Linked DNA regions of Mus musculus: region 2 is linked to region 1. Evidence: chromatin contacts called from public promoter capture Hi-C data. All regions are on one chromosome and are shown on one strand. The core of a region is the stretch at or near the end of the contact, and the rest is flanking DNA. Distances in the headings are between cores, read along the strand shown.

Region 1 (3,899 bases), core at 56-2,555:
GAAAAGGGACATCACAGACTTCTAAACCACAGCCCAGCCCAGCCCAGCCCACCTCGGGCAGCAGTCTCTGCAGCTGCCTGCCTTCCAGATGTGGGTGGTGGTCTCAAGCTGGGAGCCTGGCCCCCCATCCCCCAATCCTTAGCCTGAAAATCCTGGCTGAGCCATACCAAACAGAAACTGTGTCATCCATCATCATCACCCTAGCCAACTGTTTGATCTCCATGCTGCCTGGCCTTCCGGAGGCCTCCATAACCCCCATCTAGGTAACCCCATTCCAGACTAGCACTCTCTCCTACCAGCTGTATTCACGACAGGGCAGGGGAGCAGTACCTGCGGGTTCCCAATGGCAGATTTGTGTCTCCTACTGGAGTCAGGTGTGCAGCAAAACTAACCCTAGACCCAACTCTAAAGAGCTTCAGGCTTTCAATCTGCTTTCACCTGGCACCTACCCGGAGGGCCGAGACCGTAGCTTGGTCCATGTCTGGGGAGCTGGCCATTATCTTGTGTGCAGCCAGAACACCTGTAGGGGACAGAATTCCTCCCTCAAAGCTAGTTCTAGCCTCTCAGCTCCTATGAGGGAGACAGCTGAAGCATCCTTCACCTCCTTTAGGGAAGCAACCCCAAACATATGGCAGCTGTCATTTCCCAAAGGACTGAGGCCACTAACACAGACACTCCACGCTAGCACCCTCCCTGGCAGCAGCAGAATTTACTACCTGCAGCTGTGAAGCCCTTGGCTAGAGCAAAGGCTAGCTGCCCTGCCCCGATGAAGCCTACGCTCATGTCTGGAGGTCCACGACCCACAACTTTCACAGCTGACGCCGGCTCTGTAGGGCAGCAGAGAACTGTACCGACAGGACGGAAAGAGAGACGTCGGGTGGGTAATACCAAGTCTGGCCGTTCCTAGCAGCCAGGTGCTCCCCAACCCCCACCCCAGCCTGCTTAATTTCTATGTTGCTCCTCGGCTGGCCGGGTTGGGAAGTTGTCCCAGGTACCCCGACACCCCGTACCACTACCACCCGCCGCCCAGAGCCAGGATGCCTGGTCTGCAGCTGAAGGTTCTGAGCCTTCTGCAAAGGGCTCAGGGAGCCAAAAGGAAAGAGATTGATTGAAGGGGAGGGTCAGGAATCCAGCGAACCCTCAACATCCAAGTCTCCAGCTTATTTCCCAGAAGCCCCAGCCCCTAAGCCTTCATTCCAGGAGTTCCATCCCCGAAGCCCCAAGTCCCGCTACCCACAGCGTGGATATTCGGGTACACACACAACAGACAGCCCAGCCCTTCTTGCATTCGCCACGCGGCACCCGCGCCCACCGGCCCCGCCCTCACTTCATTTCAGCCAATGAGCTGTGCGCCCTGTGAGAGAGCTAGCCAATCCAGAGCTGCAGCTGGAGCCTTGTGCATTGCATCATACACAGGGCAGGGACAGACGCTCCTCCTTGCTCCCTCCCTGAGGTGAGCAGTAGTTGCGAATACAAGTCAGTATTCACAAAAGCCACGGGTCCCTCCTCTGTTGTCTTTTTGCAAGTGTTGTTTTTGTTTTTGAAAGCTAGGTACCTTCTGCAGCCACAGGCCCGTTAACTTCCCAAACCACCTCCATCCTACAGTACCTCAGCTCTCCAACTAAGGGTTTTAGAGATATTGTACTCTGGGCATCCGCAACCTCTTAGAGGAGTTTCAGGCCCATCTGCTGGTCTTGAAGCTGCAGAGCAGTCTGAGTTCACACTCTGCTAAAGTACATTTGATTCCAGTGCCTACCCCTCACCTTCCCACCTCACCCCACTCCCCAACTCCCTTAGAGGTGGCTTGCTTATTTTTTTTTTTTTCTGTTTTGTTTGTTTCCTTAGATAAAGACAAGTTGCTTTAGAAAAGTAAATTTTAAATCACTAGGAAGTTTCCAGCCTGCAAGATTTGGGGAAGGAATTTCCATCCCTTCTTCTTGGCCCTAATGACCACCACCCAAACGAGGAGACTGCTCTGTGGTGATAGTGTTCACTGTGTGGATGGCTAGTTCAATACTCAACCTCTAAAAAGAGAAGAGCTGGAGAAGAAGAGCTGTGCCAAGTTGACAGCTCAAGTCTATGCACAAAGCCTAGAAGTTCAGTTTCCCAAACTCAGCTCCCAACTTGAGATGCTTCCCAGGACTAGAGAGAATCCTCAGTGCTTAAGAGCATGTTATTCTTGCAGAGGCCCTGGAATCTGTTCCCAGTACCCACATGGCAGCTAACTATCCAGAATTCCTCTCTAGGGATCTAACACTGCCTCTGAACCCCTCAGTCACCAGGTATGCAAAGGTGAGCATGCGTACATGCAAGCAAAACACTTAAAATAAACTAAATTTTTTAAATGTATGCTTTTCTCCAAGTGATAATAAACATCACTCCTAAAACAAAGAAAGACAGTTCTGTCATCTAGGGAGCCCCAGAAACCTTCTCCCATTTTCTTCTTGAGTCTTAGCTCTCACTTCCCCTGCCTTCTCTAGCACCTCTGAAATTTAGGTTGGATGTGATGCTGAGGGCAGAAAGCTACTGAACAGTGAGGATGCTGGGGACTTAGCGAACATGCTAGAGTTCAGAGTTTTGGCTGGTAACAGAATAAAAGGGACACCCCTCAAAAAAATCAGTCAAAACTCGGTGAGGTATAATACATCAGTAATCCCACCTCTGGGGAAGTCGAAGCAGGAGGATGCCCAGTGGGAGGCCATTTTAAACTACACTGTGAAACCCTTGTCTCCAGGCGGAATAAAAGAAAAAGGAAAAACAGAAGGCGGGTGTCATGGCTTCGTGGTGGGGAAGACAGCTTGCTTCAAAAGTCTAACAACTTGACTGAATTGGTTGTCCCAAACCCATGTAAGGTAGAAGAAATAAACTAAGTGTACAGCGTGGTCTTCTGGCCTGTACATATGCACTCTGATGTCCCCATCACACCTACATCATACATGTATAATACTAATAAATAAATAGAAGCAGTCGGGTCCCTCTCTAGGCAGGATGAAGATGGCTGACACAGTCCCTGACATCCTGGTCTTCTGATGTGTAACATTTTCATTACCCAGAAAACCTGCAGACTCAAACGCTGCCTATGTCTGCCCATCCCAGTAAAAGACACTGGCCCTAACTCACTTGTTGGCTGTGTGCCCTGGCCAGCTGGCCAGCTGCAAGAGCCCACACAGTACCCCACAAGGCCAGACTCAGAGCCTAAGGTCTTAATGTTCTCAATTCTACTGCCCAGAGAGTGCAGCGGCCCCTCTGCCTATGGTCTGGGCCCTGAAGACCACAGTGTGGGGCTTTGGGAGCCTCGAGGAGAGAAGAGACTAAGCTAACACTGACCTTCTTTCTTTGCATTTGGCCTTCTGAGCCACCCTAACCCGTCCCCTTTTTCAGAAGGCTCAGACAAGGCCCAGCCTCAGCTGTCTTCCAGAACTCAAAGTCCCCCGAAGGCCAAGTCCTCCCTCACAATGACTTGGTTTAGGCCTTCTCTCAGAGCATGCAGTGAGAAGGTAGCTTAACTGGTACAATCTTCCCTATACCCTGAACAGAAATGACTCCGGTGAGCCTCCCGTGGGTAGCCAGGAAAGGTAACAGGCCAGGTGAAACCAGACATCCACTTTTTATTTTCTGCTGTAAGACCTGAAGGACACTCAGTTGATGGGTTGAAGGGCTTCCTGGGATTAGTCCAGTCTGGGCTCTTGCATAGGAGAAGCTGGCTTGAGACTGAAAAACACCGGTGCTAGCAAGTCCTGGTGTTCAGGAACAGCTGGCTAACTAGATGTTTGAATGGAGGCCCAGTGACCAGGTTCCATGAACCAGGGGCTGCCCAGAGAGGCTCTTCACTGTGAGTCAATGCTGCCAGCCAAGCCAGCCTGCCAGAACCCATGGTAGATACCTCAGAGGCTTCTGGG
Region 2 (4,224 bases), core at 1,059-3,558, 260 kb after region 1:
GTTAGCAAATACCCGACTTCAGTGTTCCTTTGAACACTGCGTCCCTGTGTATTTCCTCACTGCCCAGGATGGGGCTCAGCGCCGCACACCCAGTGCTATACCTCTCCAGTGCCCACAGTTCTTGACACGAGGCACAAGCAGAGCAGGTTGTCCAAACACTCTGGCTTGAATTAAATATTGGGAAGGAGCCAGTGTCCTGGAGCACACCTGTAATTCCAGCACTGGGTAGGCTGAGGTGGGAGAATAGAGGCTTCCAAGCCACCTCAGGCTACACAGGGCAGCCATGTCTCAAAAACAAAGCAAAACAAAAACAAACAAACAAAAAAAACCCAGTTAAACCCAGAGCTGTATGGTTTGAATTTCCACCTCTGTTCATGTCCACTAGAGAATTGAAAGCAACATCTATAAAGGACGTCTGCTACCTGCACTAAAGCAGAGTCATTCTTAAGAACAGAGGAGAAACACCCATGTGTACAGAGCAGATAAAAGACTGTGGCCTGTTCACACTGGGATATCAGCCTTAAAGACACAAAGTTTGACTTAACAAGCCACTGCCCTCCATAGCTCAATACTAAAATAGTTAACTCTTGTTAGGCATGGTATTCTTGTGTGTATGCATGTGCAAGAGTGTGAAGGAGGACATGTGTGGTGTGGGTGCATTGCACAGGTCAGAGGTCAACCCTGGGTCGAGATCCTCAGTGGCCATCTGCCTTGAGATAAGGCTCTCCCTGGGACCTACGGCTCACTGACTATGCTGGGCTAGCTGGCAAAGAAGGCCTCCATGGCTTCTGGAGGTCCAGAGGTGTATATTTTGACACAGTCACAGTTTAAAAGAAAATGTCATCCTATGAATGTGGATGACCCTTGAGAACTTGAGTCTCTCTGTGACAGGCCAGACATATAAGGGCAAGTGCCAGAAGATTCCAATTTGTGTGTTGCTCCTAGAGTTAGCAAACTGACAGGCAGTGCCGACTGAAGGCTGCTGGGAGACTGGGGCAGGAGTGGCACCTGGATCCAAATGGGACGAGCACTGCAGACGGACAGATGAAACTGCATTTGCCGTATCCTGATGCCAGTGCTACATACCTATAACCCCAGCAGCACTTAGGAAGTTGAGGCAGGAAAAATAAGTCCAGGGGCGGGGGGGTGGGGGGGGGAGCTATAGTGACACATGCTTGCAGTCCCAACACTTGGGAGGTGGAGGCACACGGATTATAAATCCGAGGCTATCCAAGGTCATAGAACAAGTTCTGGGCCAGGTTTGCACAAATGAGGCTTTGTCTCAGAAAAACAAAAAGTGAAGGCAATAGGTTAACTTTGTTAAATACACTTATCACAAGTAAGCATAAATATAAAACTATATAATTAAAAAGAAAACATTACTAGAAATGGCAGCGGGGTCAGGGGGTCGGGGGTGGGCAGAAAGCCCCTACCCACTGCTTGCAAAATTCCATTCTAAAATGGCCCACATCTGCCTCTGCCTTGGACACAGGCACACGAGGCTGTTGGGCTGGGCCGGCCAGAGGCAGCAGCTCACTTGTCAGTAAGGGCGTTCTTCTCCTTGGCGTCCTCTGCTCTTGTGCACTCAGCCCTGCGCAGTTGTCCCTCCAGGGTTTCACAGAGGAACTGAAGCTCCAGCACCTTGGCGTCCAGCGTCTGCAGCTCCTCTGCATGGGCGCGCTTCACTGCCGCCAGCACTGTGTCTTTCTCCCTGGCTTGACGGTCAAGCTCTTCATGTCTGAAACACAGGGGAGGGTCCCGCGGTGGCTCACTCAGTGCCCTGGAACCTTCCAAAGTGTTTGCCATCCTTTTCTTACACTACAGCTGTCCCTGACAAGATGGCTGACTCTGCAGGAGTAACTTGTGGGCGCGCTAGCTCTTCCCATGTAAGCAGATCTTCTTAGGTGCCGGGCTCTCGGAGGCCCCCAAAGCTCACACAGATACCAAAGCAGATTCACAAAACACTCCTAACAACCTACGCTTGACCAGCCATGGAAAACAGATGCCACCTGCCTCTCAGATGGGCAGACTCCTGAGCACTCCCTTAGTGTATCAGTTTGTCCGTACTGCACAAATAGTGGCATGAGAAAACACAAGAGAAAATTTCTTCCCCTCCCAAGTGTAACTGGGCAGCCTGAGTGTGTGGTGTGTGGTAGCTACAGTTACTGTTCCCTTTAGAAGAGAGAGTAAATGCGTCTTGCTGAGTCCACACTGAGCTTCCAGCTGGCATCCCCGCCCCACTCCTCGTTGACCGACTCCTTACTGTCCCAGCACCTCCCGAACCCTGCAGTACTGGGGGGAGGAGCAATGCTTTAACTGCATGGCTGAAGCTCCGCCTTGAGGCAGCACACCACCACTTCCTGGGTGTCCCAGACCTGGCAACGTGAAGAGCCTGCTGCAGTCAGAGGGACAGAATCCAGAGTCTACATCAGCAATAGTAGGGGGACATCAGCATGGCAAAGCTTGAGGCGATCGTCTAAAACTTATACACTAGCTAGTAAGACAGCCAAGGTCTAAATGTTAACGCTTAATTTTTAAATACTTATTTACCTAGTATGGAGGCATATGTGTGGAGTCAGTTCTCTCCTTTTACCACATGGGTTCCAGGGATGGAACTCAGGTCACCAGCTATGGTGACAAGTGACTTTATCCACAAAGCCATCTCATTTACCCATAAAAGTTAAAATTTAACTAAGGTTATATTTTTAAAAGCCTGTTTTAGACACTGGAGACTAAATCCAGAGTTTTCAACATTCTTAGTTTGTGTTTTATCAATGACCTGAATTGGACTCTTGGTCCTTAAAAAGTTTAAGCTTGGAGACACCGGATGCCTAACCCTCTCTGAGGAAGGAGAGCATGGTGCCAGCCACAGCAGCGTCCCAGCTCAGGCTGCCCGCCCACCTGCCACAGGGCTCTTGTCTCCAGTAAGCAAGATCTAGACTCTTTTCCAGTGGCACCACCCAGGCAGAAATACGCACTTCCTCCTGAAAGTCTCCTCAGCTTTCTTCTTGGCCAGCTGTGCCGAGTAAAGCTTCTTCTCCAAGCCCTTTATCCTAAACAGAAACCGTATCAGTAAAGAGCAGTTACGTAAGAGATCAAAGAGTAGAACGGAAAGATGCCAGGAAGGCAACGCCACCAGATCTAGTCCTTACGGCCACAATGCCTGGAGAACAGAACCTACGCACCGAGCGTCCTTCACGGCCTCCAGATCCTGGAGTTCCCGGGCACGCTCCTGCAGCTTCCTCTCTAATTCCACGTGTTCTGCTTCTGCCTTCTGCAGACTCTCTGCTGCCCGTGCTCCAGCGTCTCTCAGAGCTTGCAGCTCTTTGTTTAGTAGTTTTATCTGAGAAAGATTGAAAAGTTCCAGGAGAGGAGATGGGTAAAAGGAACAGTGTGAAGCCTGGCGTGGTCCCAGCGCTCGGCAGGCACAGGCAGGCGGAGCTCTAAGTTCAAGGCCAGCCTGGTCTACAGAGTGAGTTCCAAGATAGACGGGACTACACAGAGAAACCCTGTCTCAACAAACAAACAAACAAACAGACAGACTGACTGACTGACTGACTGACTAACAAAGGAACAGCATGGTATTCTGCAGCACTGGGTAATTAAAGTTGCAATGGTGATTCGAAGCCCAGGGCCAGCCAGTTACCTTGAGCTCATGTGTCAGGACTACGTTGCTCATGTCGTCAGCCCTCAGCTGGAACTCATGCTCTCTTCTCTGCATTTTAGATTCAAACTCCAGCAGCAGCTCCTGGGACAAAAGAGCCAGGAGTGAAGGAGAGTGGCTGCCGCCAAGGCCTCAGCTTAGGTGTGAGACTGACACACAGTGTGAATCACGGTTTTATACTACAAACAAAGTTTTCTGTTCTACAGATAAACTGCTTACCTCTATTTCCCTACCACCACTCTTCAATATCTGTACATCTATACACGCTTTTAATCCCAGCACTCAGGAGGCAGAGGCAAGCGGATTTCTGAGTTTGAGGCCAGCCTGGTCTACAGAGTGAGTTCTAGGACAGCCAAGGCTACACAGAGAAACCCTGTCTCGAAAAACAAACAAAACCAACCAACCAACCAACGACAGAACAACAAAAATTCTCAGGTAAAATGGGGTCATAGATGAAACCATTTTAAGAAGCCTCTCTCTGAGGGATGACTGTAACTCTTGCAGTTCGGTGAGCACCCAGGTTGCAGCCATTGCTGTCAGGCTAGCATATATTCCCTTCT

What was found. Promoter capture Hi-C pulls out the DNA fragments that hold promoters and counts their contacts.
Region 2: a contact with region 1 is called in a promoter capture Hi-C map of liver, with 2.3 times the contacts expected there. The contact joins the enhancer-like site here to the promoter of Pycr1 in region 1. A contact is called at or near these places in 3 of 39 promoter capture datasets (cranial neural crest and liver), 2 of 484 Hi-C or Micro-C datasets (the G1E-ER4 cell line and embryonic stem cells), 1 of 115 datasets of contacts at active chromatin or transcription factors (pancreatic cancer cells) and 2 of 9 other capture datasets (liver and pancreatic islet).

Annotation. Positions count from the first base shown.
Region 1 is chr11:120,642,443-120,646,341 of GRCm38.p6, forward strand. It overlaps Pycr1 (pyrroline-5-carboxylate reductase 1), which reads right to left and starts at 1,306. Exons shown (of 8, transcript NM_001348222.2): 1 at 1,238-1,306; 2 at 717-845; 3 at 450-520. The coding sequence starts at 783. Myadml2 (myeloid-associated differentiation marker-like 2) reads right to left here. Exons shown (of 1, transcript NM_026751.1): 1 at 3,589-3,899.
Region 2 is chr11:120,900,338-120,904,561 of GRCm38.p6, forward strand. It overlaps Ccdc57 (coiled-coil domain containing 57), which reads right to left. Exons shown (of 19, transcript NM_027745.1): 4 at 3,647-3,748; 5 at 3,186-3,343; 6 at 2,979-3,053; 7 at 1,538-1,738. Among named protein-coding and RNA genes, the nearest start is that of A430102A20Rik, 30 kb to the right of the region's middle. Within about 2 kb of position 2,309, at least 65 of the 459 cell types and tissues checked have an H3K27ac peak or open chromatin away from gene starts, as enhancers often do. A contact at or near this core is called in the G1E-ER4 cell line, liver and pancreatic islet, where this site is marked.